Linked DNA regions of Ovis aries: region 1 is linked to region 2. The links are chromatin contacts, called in public Hi-C maps. All regions are on one chromosome and are shown on one strand. The core of a region is the stretch at or near the end of the contact, and the rest is flanking DNA. Distances in the headings are between cores, read along the strand shown. Region 1 holds the start of HEY1 (hes related family bHLH transcription factor with YRPW motif 1). Region 2 has its middle 70 kb from the start of TRNAY-GUA.

The links. A called contact is a pair of places that touch in the nucleus more often than the background predicts.
Region 1: a Hi-C map of mixed tissues shows a contact between it and region 2, with 4 times the contacts expected there. The contact joins the promoter of HEY1 here to the enhancer-like site in region 2. A contact is called at or near these places in 2 of 16 Hi-C or Micro-C datasets (hypothalamus and mixed tissues).

The regions. Positions count from the first base shown.
Region 1 is chr9:56,050,974-56,057,054 of ARS-UI_Ramb_v3.0, forward strand. It overlaps HEY1 (hes related family bHLH transcription factor with YRPW motif 1), which reads right to left and starts at 2,993. Exons shown (of 5, transcript XM_042254355.2): 1 at 2,767-2,993; 2 at 2,434-2,509; 3 at 2,196-2,291; 4 at 1,848-1,929; 5 at 1-925. The coding sequence starts at 2,855. The coding sequence ends at 342.
Region 2 is chr9:55,970,778-55,976,893 of ARS-UI_Ramb_v3.0, forward strand. No RefSeq gene overlaps it. Among named protein-coding and RNA genes, the nearest start is that of TRNAY-GUA, 70 kb to the left of the region's middle. Within about 2 kb of position 1,899, at least 4 of the 54 cell types and tissues checked have an H3K27ac peak or open chromatin away from gene starts, as enhancers often do.

The DNA.
Region 1 (6,081 bases), core at 1,743-4,242, 81 kb after region 2:
CAAAACTTTGGGACAAAAACGGGATCTTTCTTAGGTTAACAAAGTAAATTAGGCACAGTACAAACCTATCACCAATTTGTGGGTTTATACTCACTATTTCAATTTAATGTTTGGAACAAAATTTAACAACTAGTTTTTAAACTGCTAATACATGACATGATTAAAAAAAACATTAAAAAAGAAAAAGTAAACCAACAAACCTTTCGTCTTTCAACAAAGTTTATCTGAAAGTGTACCTTTTTCCTTTTTATTTTACCGATGACTTTAAGGTGATGTTGGCAACAGCCCAGCTCAGCTGGGAATTTAAGCTTTCCCCTCCCTCATTCTACATCATCAGTTCATTAAAAAGCTCCAATCTCCGTCCCCCAAGGTCTATAGGGTTTGCCAAGGTTTGCTGCCTGCGTGGGTGCCGAAGGGCTCAGTGCATTGGGAGACAGTAAGTGAAAGGAGCCGAAAGAGAAGGGGAAGGCCGACAGGGAGGCCACGGAGGAGAGCAGGGGTGGAGAGAGTTTGGAGGCGGAGGTGACCATCGGGAGCACCGGTCCAAGGCCGCCGCTAGGGGGCGCTCGCAAAGCGGACGCCTCCGGATGTGCTGTGGCCAACCTGCCCTGGTGGTGGGATTCCGTGGGTGAGGCCGAGGTGCCAGTGTTCCCGTGGGTGCTCTGGGGCAGCAGCAGGGGGTGCGCGACGTGCGGGTGATGTCCGAAGGCGCTCCCCCAGGGAATATGTCCAAGGCCTGCGTGGGCGCCGCTCGCCGCTTCCCGCTGGGAGGCATAGTTGTTCAGATGTGAGACCAGGCGAACTCGAAGAGGGTCCGAGGCATCCAGTCCTTCAATGATGCTCAGGTAACGGGCGACTTCGGCCAGGCATTCCCGAAACCCCAAACTCCGATAGTCCATAGCAAGGGCGTGCGCGTCAAAATAGCCTGAGGAAACGAACAAAAGAGAAACCTCAGAGCTTCGCTCATTTCCCTCATTTCTTCGATCCCAAAGGCAGCCCTTCCTGGCAAATAGCTACATCCTTTAAGGAGAAAAAAAAAAAAAAAAAAGCATTCACGGGCTCTTCTTAAAGTCCAAATATTTGGGAATCGACCAAAATCTTTGCATTAATCAACATAAGAAGTATGTGTTTGCTAATGCAAGTTCAAAGCCCAATTAGAAACTGCCAAGCAGAAACTGGAATTATACCCTACCGGCAGATGAAACTATGTTCATTCCTTTAATGTTTTCCCTCAACAACAACAAAAAACACTTCAAGGACAGAAAAACCACAGAGTAGTGAAATTCATTAGACACACAGATGTAAGTTATCATCACGGAGCTTTTAGGCACTTGGTCCAGAATAGAGCATTTTCCGGCTGGAGACAGACACACAGACCTCGGTCCCCCACCTTCCTTGGGGTTTTCTCTACTTCATCACAACAGGTTTCTTTCCTCAAGAGTCATGTGCCAGGTTATTCTTTAAGAATCTTGTATATGAAATTAAGACCATATTTAAAAAAAAAAAAAAAAGGCTTTTTCTCCAAAAGGTTAATAAACAAATGTGGTTTGAGCTACCAGACCAGAGCTGTCACAACTTTAGCTGTCACACGTAATAGGTATTTTCCAAAAGAAGGTGCATACGCTTAATTTGCAGAGGGCTGGGGTGATGAATTCACTGGAGAAAACCTATGTGCACGTGAAAGCACACCGACAGGCAACCCCCCACACAACACACCGTTCTCTCTCCACCCCCAAAGCGCACAGTAAAAATAAAGCAGCGACTGCACCAATCCTAGCCGTCTAGCCGTTGGTAGCTGATCACTCTGCCCCCAGACACTCAGACGCCCCACCGGACTAGAGACGTACCTTTCCCTCCTGCAGTGTGTAGCATTTTCAGGTGATCTACCGTCATCTGCAGGATCTCGGCTTTTTCTAGCTTGGCAGACCCCTAGAGAAGGAAACAACAACAAAAACCTGATTTGGCACCTACTGCCTTTGGGGAACAACTTGAAATATATACGCATAGATGTGCTCTGCAAATCATAAAAGCATAGACAACAGCAAAATAAATTATCTTCGCAAAACATGTTGGAATCTGGACGAATTTATTTCCTTCTCACAAACGCGGTTATTTTCCAAGGCACGGGTGAGGTTCAGATTAATGAGCCTAAGGATTCTGAAGGCGTGGATAACTACACCGAGAGAGCTACCTACTTTCTTCATTACCTGCTTCTCAAAAGCACTGGGTACCAGCCTCCTCAGCTCAGACAAACTGTTATTGATCCGGTCTCGTCGGCGCTTCTCAATAATCTGGAGAAAGCAGGCAAAACAACGGGAGATATTTCCATTACGACTGTAAATTCTAAAGTGAAGAAAGGTGGTTCTTCCCGTTAATTAATAAAACAAACACCCCCCCTCCCCAAAAAAAAGGGTGCACTGTAAAGAGACTCACGCCTCTCCGTCTTTTCCTGGCCAAGATCTGTGAAGATGTAGTTGGGGACATGGACCCTAAAGCTGAACTCAAGTTCCTAAATGAAGAGTGGGGGGAAAAAAAAAAACAGGAATCGCCGTTAAGCGAGAGGAGGTGATCTGAGAGGTCGCCCCCACGCCCTACCCGTACTCAGATTTTTTAGGCAACTTGGGCTTGAAAGCACCTCCGGGTCATTCACCCGGGGCGGAGGCCTGCCGGAGATGCACAGAGGTCAGTGCAGGGCGCCGGCGTGCCCCGGGCCCTCGTGCGCTGTCACCGAGGCCAGCCGACGCTAGCCTCTCGCCGCCAACTCACCCATTCTCATCCGCACTCTCCTTTTCCACCTCGATGGTCTCGTCCAGCTCGCTATCCGAGGAGCTGTACTCAGGGTGGGCTCGCTTCATGCTGGCTGAGCGGGGAATCTGGGGGAGGGTCGGCGCGGCGGGCAGGGAGGAGTTAACTGCAGCGGCGCCTCTCCGCGCTCGACTGCTCGCGTTCCGCACACACTGGTCCGGCTCACGCTCTGCCTCCGGTTAAAACTCAACCATCCCTTTCCCACGCTGCGCCCCTTCCCAGGGCCCAGGGGAGGGCGGGGGAGTGGAGGGGGTGGACGAGGGGGCGGGGGGGCGGGGCGGTGGCTCCCGGGCAACAGCCTTCCCTCGGCCAATCCGGCTTCTCGCTCCTCTGATTGGCAGCCTCTCAGGAGAGGGGCGGGGGCGAGGCCGAGGCCGAGGGCGAACCCCAGGCCCGCCCTCCCCGCCCGCCCCTGCCCGGCGGCGGTGTGTCGGCTCCGCAGGGGCTCCACCGGGCCTCCGCTGGGGGGAAGGAGGCGGCGCGGGCGGCGCAGGGCCGGCGGCGGGCAGGCGGGGGAGGCCGGGCCGGGACACCAGCCCGCCGTCGGCCGCGGCCCCGCCCCGCCCCGCGCGCCCCGATTGGCCTGGCCGCACGCCAGGGCCGCGCCTGCAGCGCCGCCGGTGAGCCGCACGCGCCGCGGGCCGTGGGAAAGTGCCGGCGCCGCGGCCGCCAGCCAATCCGGGCGACCGACGGCGGCGACGGCGGCCGCGCTGGCGGCGGCGGCGGCGGCGCTGGGCGTCCGCATGAATGGAGAAGAATGGGCAGGCGGGGGAGCGGGGCCGCGTGAGGGCGCGCCGGCGGGGGCTGGGCGGCCGCGGGCCAGGCCCCCCGTGTGAACCTGTAATCGGAGCCTGGGCGCCGGGCAGCCCCGGAAGCCGCCGCCCTGCGCCGCGGTAAATCTCGGCTGCCGGGCCGCCGGTGTCCGGCGGCGGGAGGCGCACGCCGCAGGCGAAGCCGGGTTCGAAGCACCTGGCCAGGCGGCGCGCCGGACGCCGGGCGGAGGGTGCGGGGCGCCAGGAGAGCGGCCGCCGGGGCGCCGTACACTGTGGCCACTAGCCCGGGGCCCCGGATGCTTACAGGGGAAGATGTGGTTTCGGGAAATGTTCTTTTTCGGGTTTTGGAGCTGTGTACTCACTAGCAGACGGACTAGCTTCCGCAGGGGCTTCCCAGCCTCCGAGATGGAATAAATTCCCCTGTGCCTCTGGGATCCGGGGAAATGGAGCGCTTGTTTGCTGGGCCAGCTGGGGCGGGGGGGCAGGGGTGGACGGATGGCGGCGGCGGGGGTGGGGGTGGGGGGGCAGCTGGGGCTCTTTTTTTTTTTTTTTCCAGGCGTTGGCGGCCAGATCCTGTCAGCGGGCGACAGGGTGGCGGGACTCAGCGTTTGCGTCTGGGGCCGCCCTCGCTGCTGAGATTCACATCTCTGACCACCAGACACACACGCGCCCCCTGCACACCTCCTGCCTCGGGGGTGGAGTGGCGGGTACTGGGTGCTACGTGTAGTTCCCAGGCCTCAAGGAGATAGATGTTTTACAAATACATATTGTATATCTCGGACTGCTTCCTGATTTGTAGGAGGTTGTTCTGAATTTAGGAATCCAGGCATCTCTCTCCCCTGACAAAGGAGCAGAGCAGTACATGTTCCTCTGAAGTCCACTCTTGGGGACTGCAGTCTTTCAGTGATGGAACGCCTGGTAAATATTGTTGAGCATGACAGAAACATTGTCACCTTTGCAAGTTGCTTGTCCGTTTCTATACCCGCGGTGGCTCAGACGGTAAAGCGTCTGCCTACAACGCGGGAGATCTGGGTTCCTTCCCTGGGTTGGGAAGATCTCCTGGAGAAGGAAATGGCAACCCACTCCAGTATTCTTGCCTGGAAAATCCCATGGATGGAGAAACCTGGTAGGCTACAGTCCATGGGGTCGTAAAGAGTCGGACACGACTGAGTGACTTACTTTATTGATCTCAATGCCTACATTTCAGACGCCACACAGTGGCCTGAGCCTGATAGGGATCGGATGTTTCTCAGTCTCTCACCCCCACGAGGTAAGACACTTCCTGACTCTCACTGAGCCTTGTATTCCACTAAACCTCTACCACCTCAAGCCCCTCAGTCCTTCCCAGGTGCCTCTTTCTGCTTTCCTGTCTAGGCTGGGTCTCTCCATCAGCCAACTGGGATTTATTGTTGCTGGCCCATCAGGCACCCTTGCGCCCTGGTATTGCACCGGAGGCCACTTCTCAGTTGTTCTGCCCCACCCCAGCCCCCAACCCCGTGGATAACCCCACTATTTCCTTTCTCAGCTCTTGGCTCAGGTGACACAGCTCTCTAGGGTCTGCTATAATCACAGAAGTTCAGCCTCCGCAGTCTTAAGTCTAGCAAGTCATTGCTACCGGCTGCTTCCCTCCCAGAACCTGGTGGTCCAGGCATAGGAAACCATCCACCCACTCCCCTCTGCCTTCCAGAAGTTTCTCTGACTTTCAGTTTCTTTCCCTGCTCAGTGTGTCCACTACCCTGCTGTGGTTCTGTAAATTTTCCCAGCCTCTGGAATCTACAAGTGAGTCAACCTTTCCTGCCTTGGCCCATTTAGGCCACTTTGTCGAGTTGTGGGCAAGCTGCAGATAGGTGGGGGAGAGGAAAATACAAAAAGGGATTGAGGATTCCTCACCCACATTAGTACCCAAACAAGATATTTCTCCCATACTCAGTATTACTTTTCAGTCAAAAGTGAGGACTGAATTAAAATCATCATTTCCACTGCTTCTGAGCTTTGACTCTGGCACACTGACCCCCTCTACCCTGGAGCGCAGCTGCCCCAGGCCTAGCCGCTAGGGAAAGGGGCTTTTCCAAGGCAGGGAGGTTGGAGGAGGGGTGATGAGAGTGTTGTTCTTTTATACTCTATGGCTCCTGCAGTACAGCCTCTTCCAGGTTGCATGCAGGCCCATTTCCTTGCCTGGTCGATGGAGTCTGGGTTTAGTTAGTTATTTGTGTCCTGCAGGTTGCCTTTCTCTGTGTTTTCTTGGGAAGAGATGCCCTGGAATAGATGGGTACTCGAGATTTGGGAATTCACTCACAGGGCTAAACTTGAGCCAGGCTTCTTCAGAGATGAACTCCTGAGACCTCCAGAGGAAAAGAGCTCAGCCTCAAATCACAACTCCAGCATTTCTATATGAAACAGGCTTAAGTTGAAATGGATACACACACACTACTGTTTATGATGGATAACGGCAAGGACCTGCTGTATAGCACAGGGAACTCTGCTCAGTGTTCTGTGATAACCT
Region 2 (6,116 bases), core at 649-3,148:
CATATTTTCATTGCAGGGGATCTAGGTTTGATCCCTGTGGGAAACAAAGATCCCGCATGCCTTGTGATCTGGCCAATATAATAATAAAAAAAGTTATTTTAAAAAGTAAACACAGATGTAGCTATCTCCTGATCTGACAATGGCTGTCAGTTGTCCCCCCAATCCTTGATGGTCCTACCCATGGTGCCTCTGAAATGACTGAATTGATAATCACAGCTCATAGAGCTGTGGTTCTTCAGCCTTGTGCTTTTGCTCAGGTGATCTCTCTGCTTGCTTAACTTCCTCCCTCTGCAGCTCACATGTCCACTGTTTCCTTAGGAACCTATCTTGAACGCATCTTGATCCATTCCCACTTCTCCACATTGGCTGGCTCTCCTCTCAGCTTCTATAACTCCCTATGTTTGCTTCTATCAACAATTATCAGGACTTCCTTGACAGTCCAGTGGTTAAAACTCTGCACTTCCACTGCAGGGGACCTGGTTCTATCCTTGGTAGGGGAACTAAGATCCCACATTCTGCGCCATGTAGCACAGAAACAACACAAATAAAACACAAAATAAAAACACAAATAAAAATAAATAAAACACAAATAAAAACAACACATTGCAACTAAAATTATTTCTTCCAGTTTTATCCATTCACTCCACTGTTGATGGACTATTAAGTGCCAGATACTTGGCTAGCTGCTAACTGCACAATATTGAGTCAGACAGATGGGATTCTTGTTTCCATGGATCTTACCTGATTGTGAGAGGAGACTGACAACAAATAAGTAAAAATGTACGTCATACATCTTGGGGAAATGGCCATGAAAAGAATCAGATTCATATTCTGTTAGAATAAAGGGATGCGTAAGATAAAATTGTCCAAAGATTCTTATCAAAGGTGGTAACAAATGCCTGACATGGAGTAGACGCTCAATAAATGTTTCCTTAACCTTTAAAACTGTGTTTGGCAAAGTTACATTGGAATTAGAAAAGTTATGAATGTTTATGTATAAAAATAAAAACTACAATATGGCAGTTACGATGGTGTAAATAACATGGTGTAGTAGGGAGAACAATAGAGAAAGAAGTTGCAAGTGTGTGATGGGGAGGAGAGACAGAGAGGGGCCCTCAGATCCCTCAGGCTAGGATGTATTACATGTTTCCCTTCAGGATGTATGTTTCGCTTTCTGGAGAAAATGTGAGATCATTTTAGACCACCAGAGGGCAGTATCTGACCACGTGTGACAACATCTCTTCTGACCCAGACACTCATTTTGTATGGGACCTACTGCTATCTGTCTCATTTATTAAAAATAGAGGGAGTGGACATAAAATGCTATTCACTCCTTTCACATTACTAATAAAACGTATAATCATCAAAGATGACAAATATTGTAATTGGATTAAACGTATTAAAACGGAAGAAAAAAGAGGCATTTCACATTAATAATTCTATAATTATCCTTATCTAATGGAACACATCTCTACTTCCTAATCATTTATAATTTTCATCACTCCACACTAGGTCACAGCAGGTATTAATATCAGGAGAGAAGGAATGTTCCGGTTTGTATTCCGCATTGATGTTGTTCAAGCACTTCCAAGGCGTGCTTCCTTCACGCTGAATAGTCTGGTTTAGCCTCATCATAACTCATTGAGGTAGATGAGAAGCAATTATCATTTTTGCTTGGCAGATAAGAAGCGCAGAGGAGTGCTCTGCTGGTTGAGGCAGAATAGAAAATGGCCACCCAAGTCTGACAGGCTGCCCAGAATTCACTCCACTCACTGTCAGCCAGAATGAACAGGCCCTGGAGCGCTGCCATCTCCTGGCAGAAGCCAACAGTCAGGTGCGTTCAAGAGTGTGTTGTCTGAGACACCTAGAGATGTTATTCCTGTCAGAGCACATCAGAGCCCTTATAAAAAGCTTAGAGCCCCTGCTTGGCCCAATGAAGTTTGTCCCAGAAGTCTCAGCAACTTCTTCACTAGGCAGCATTCACGGGAAAGACCACATACTGTTCCAGGGAAATAAAAAGCCATTCGAGTTGGAAAGAAAGAATCCAGGCTTGGCTACCTGGTTATTCAATTAATAGACACCCATTATACAGCAGGGCTTCCCTGGTGGCTCAGCAGTAAAGAATCCACCTGCAGTGTAGGAGACCCTGGTTTGATCCCTGAATTGGGAAGAGCCCCTGGAGAAGGAAATGGCAACCCGCTCCAGTATTCCTGCTTAGAGAATCCCATGGACAGAGGAGCCTGGTGGGCTACAGTCCATAGGGTCCCAAAGAGCTGGACACGACTCAGCTCCTGAGCATGTTCGCAAGTAGGCACACTAAACAGCACTGCGTGACTCACTGGGGAGAGCAATGTGTAAAATATTGTCCTTACCCTGAAGGAACTTAGATGTAATTATAAGGGCCTGGCATGCACGCATAAAAACGTTTGTTAATAACAATGTAAAACAGATTCTATTTCTGTATGGTGGAGGCCAATGAAGATGCTCAGTACATATTTGTTGGTCACCAGCTAAGGTTCAAACATGAATGAGGCACAGGAGTGTATATAAAAGGCGCTGTGCTTGCCCTTGCAGACTTTTCACTCTGGGTGTAAAGAGTATGAGTCATTCTATTTATTCATTTAAAAAATATTTATTTGGCTGTGCCAGCTCTTCAATCTTCATTGCGGTATGTGGGATCTGTAGTCATGGCCTGCAGATTCTTAAAAAGTGAGAGTGAGGAGTCCCATTCACCATTCCTTTTTAAAATATTTTTATTTATATATCTGGTGGTGCCAGATCTTAGTTGTGGTTTGAGGGATCTAGTTCCCTGACCAGTGACTGAACTCAGACCCCCTGCATTGGGAGCGCAGAGTCTTCACCACTGGACCACCAGGGAAGTCCCTCTGTTTATTAATTTATTTAATGAAGATTAATGGACCACCTATAACATATGAAGCATTGTGTTAAACAAGAGGAATGTGAATAACCCACAGTCCCACTCATGAGGAACTCGGGCTGGTAGGGGATGTAGACCTGTAAACACACGGTTTACTTTCAGTGTAGTGTATGTGTCTGTGCAGTAATAAATGTTGGAGAAGGAAATGGCAACCCACTCCAGTGTTCTTGCCTGGAGCATCCCAGGGACGGCGGAGCCTGGTGGGCTGCCATCTATGGGGTGGCACAGAGTCAGACACGACAAGCAACTTAGCAGCAGCAGCAGTAATAAATGTATTTGTTATTACTTTGAAGATCGAACTACTTGTAGATAGATAAGTATCTACACATACCTATAATTATTGATAAATAAAAAGATAAATTGTAGATAGATTAGACAAATAAATAATGCTTAAGATAAGTGTGAGAACTAGAAGAAACATCACCAAAAAGGTGGCATTTCAGGAGAGTCTTGAAAGTGTTTTCCAAATAGACTCATGACTGAAGGGTCTTCCAGGTAGAAAGAAGTAAGTGTACAAAGGCACAGACTTAGGAAATAGACTTAATGGACTGAGATCAAGGTAAAACTGAGCGATGATGGGAAGTGAGAACAGTAGAGTGGGCAGAAGGGAAGGAGAGTCTGGTTTTACACAATAGAAATCCTGGCTTGCAGCCACAAAAGAAAAACTGTAAGAAAATGAATGGGAGGAATGAAGGATAAAGATTTCAGGTTGAGCATGTTGAGTTCAAGGTACATGTGAACCAGCTCGTGGAGATGCCCCATAAATTGAAAGCTAAGGTGGCCATAGAATACTTCCTGGGAAATGTACTAGATTAATTTAGGTCCAAAAGAATCAGTAGAGTCTGTGGAAGAGAGGTAAGGAAGAGGGAAGGAGTTGAAAGGGAATGAAAGACCTTCCAGGCAAAGAAATATTCTTAATGAAAACAAAGCGGTAGGAACAAGACAGTATATGAGACCACCCTGAACAAAGCAAAGGGGAGGAGAAAGCTGATGCTTCACAGATGGAGAGAATCCAAGGTCATGTTAAAATTGAGCCCTGAGGAAGAGTATCCTGGTGATAAGGTACAATACATGGGTTAGAGAATCTGGATCAAAGTGGCAAATGGCAGGTTAGGAAATTTTTCAATGCGTGAAGAATATGAGCATGTCATTTACCTTAAAGTAAAATGCAAAACCTCCAAAATTTAGTACCCAAAGTAGAGTTTCCTGGTGGAAAAGAGAGGTTGATATAATACTTACTATATGCTAGGCACTGTTCTAAGCACATCATGTATATCAATATATTTCATCTTCCCAGCAACCATATTGAGTGTTTATCATTATTGTCATATTACAGATGAGGAAACAGACATAGAAGTTTCTAGTAATTTGATAAAATTCATACAACCAGCTAGTGGTGGAACAGGGGTCTGGCTACACAGCCTTTACGCTACATCACCTCCCAAGTACTGTAGGTGATCTGACTTAGTCCCTTGCCTTGAGCCCACCCACTACAACTGGCATGCTGATTCCAGGGGTGCTGGGCTCTATCCCTTTGCAGTACTCACGCAAACCAACGCCTATAAAAGTCTTTACTAAATAAGAAGGGAAAATAGAGTGGAAATGCAGAGCAAGTACTCAGAAAAGTAATCTCACTTGTGAAACACAAGTCTCCAATCCTTTTCTAACTAGCTTGCCCTCATCTTCATGTTTTTCTCTGAACACCACACTCACTCCAAGGGCTGATAGCTCTGGGTACCACTCGCCTGACATCCGCACCTTTTAACTTGCTCTATGTGGTAAAAGCATCTTTAAAAAACACATGATACAGAGCAACTACCAAGACATTAACTTAGAGTTCTCTGTGAGAGGAGCACCTTCCACATTTCCACAGATTGATGTGGTCCACCTTTTCCCAGGTAAGTGGCATCACACAAGATTTCATTCTACCAGTAAGATTTCTTGTCTGGAACCCCTGTGCCCACAACCTTCACCCTGAAGTGTGTCTTCACTCTTTCAACATCATTTTCTGACACACAACACCAAATATTGTGTCCAAATGGGAAGAATAACTTGCCTGTAAAACAGTGCTTCCTCACAAAATGATGGGGGGAGGGAGGAATTTGGGCATACAGAGGGAAAGGTTGGCCTTGACAGGGCTGATTGGTGCTTTGCTATAAGACTTGAAGCTGAACCCCAAGGCTCAAGTCCAGATGACAGAGAACTAATTGTACTGAGACATTCAGGGAAGTCGGTGTGAAGAACGGGTTTGGGGAGTTAAAACAAAGAATGTGTTCTTATCCAAGTTGTCTGGGAGATGAGGGAGCGCAATCCAAGTATGGACGTTTGATGGGCAACTGAATGCCTAAGGCTGGAGATAGAGACAAAGATGTCATCAGTGCGAAGGTGAGAAATGACAAGGAATTAATAGATGTTCCAAATTCTGAAGAAGAGACCTTCAGAATCTCCTGATCTGAGATTTTACCCAAGGGGGCAGAATTCATTAGTTCAGTTCAGTCGCTCGGTCGTGTCCGACTCTTTGTAACCCCATGAATCGCAGCACGCCAGGCCTCCCTGTCCATCACCATCTCCCGGAGTTCACTCAGACTCACGTCCATTGAGTCAGTGATGCCACCCAGCCATCTCATCCTCTGTCATCCCCTTCTCCTCCTGCCCACAATCCCTCCCAACATCAGAGTCTTTTCCAATGAGTCAACTCTTCGCACAAGGTGGCCAAAGTACTGGAGTTTCAGCTTCAGCATCATTCCTTCCAAAGAAATCCCAGGGCTGATCTCCTTCAGAATGGACTGGTTGGATCTCTTTGCAGTCCAAGTGACTCTCAAGAGTCTTCTCCAACACCACAGTTCAAAAGCATCAATTCTTCGGTGCTCAGCTTTCTTCACAGTCCAAATCTCACATCCATACATGACCACTGGAAAAACCATAGCCTTGACTAGATGGACCTTTGTTGGCAAAGTAATGTCTCTGCTTTTGAATATGCTATCTAGGTTGGTCATAACTTTTCTTCCAAGGAGTAAGCATCTTTTAATTTCATGGCTGCAATCACCATCTGCAGTGATTTCGGAGCCCAAAAAAATAAAGTCTGACACTGTTTCCCCATCTATTTCCCATGAAGTGATGGGCCCAGATGCCATGATCTTAGTTTTCTGAATATTGAGTTTTAAGCCAACTTTTTCCC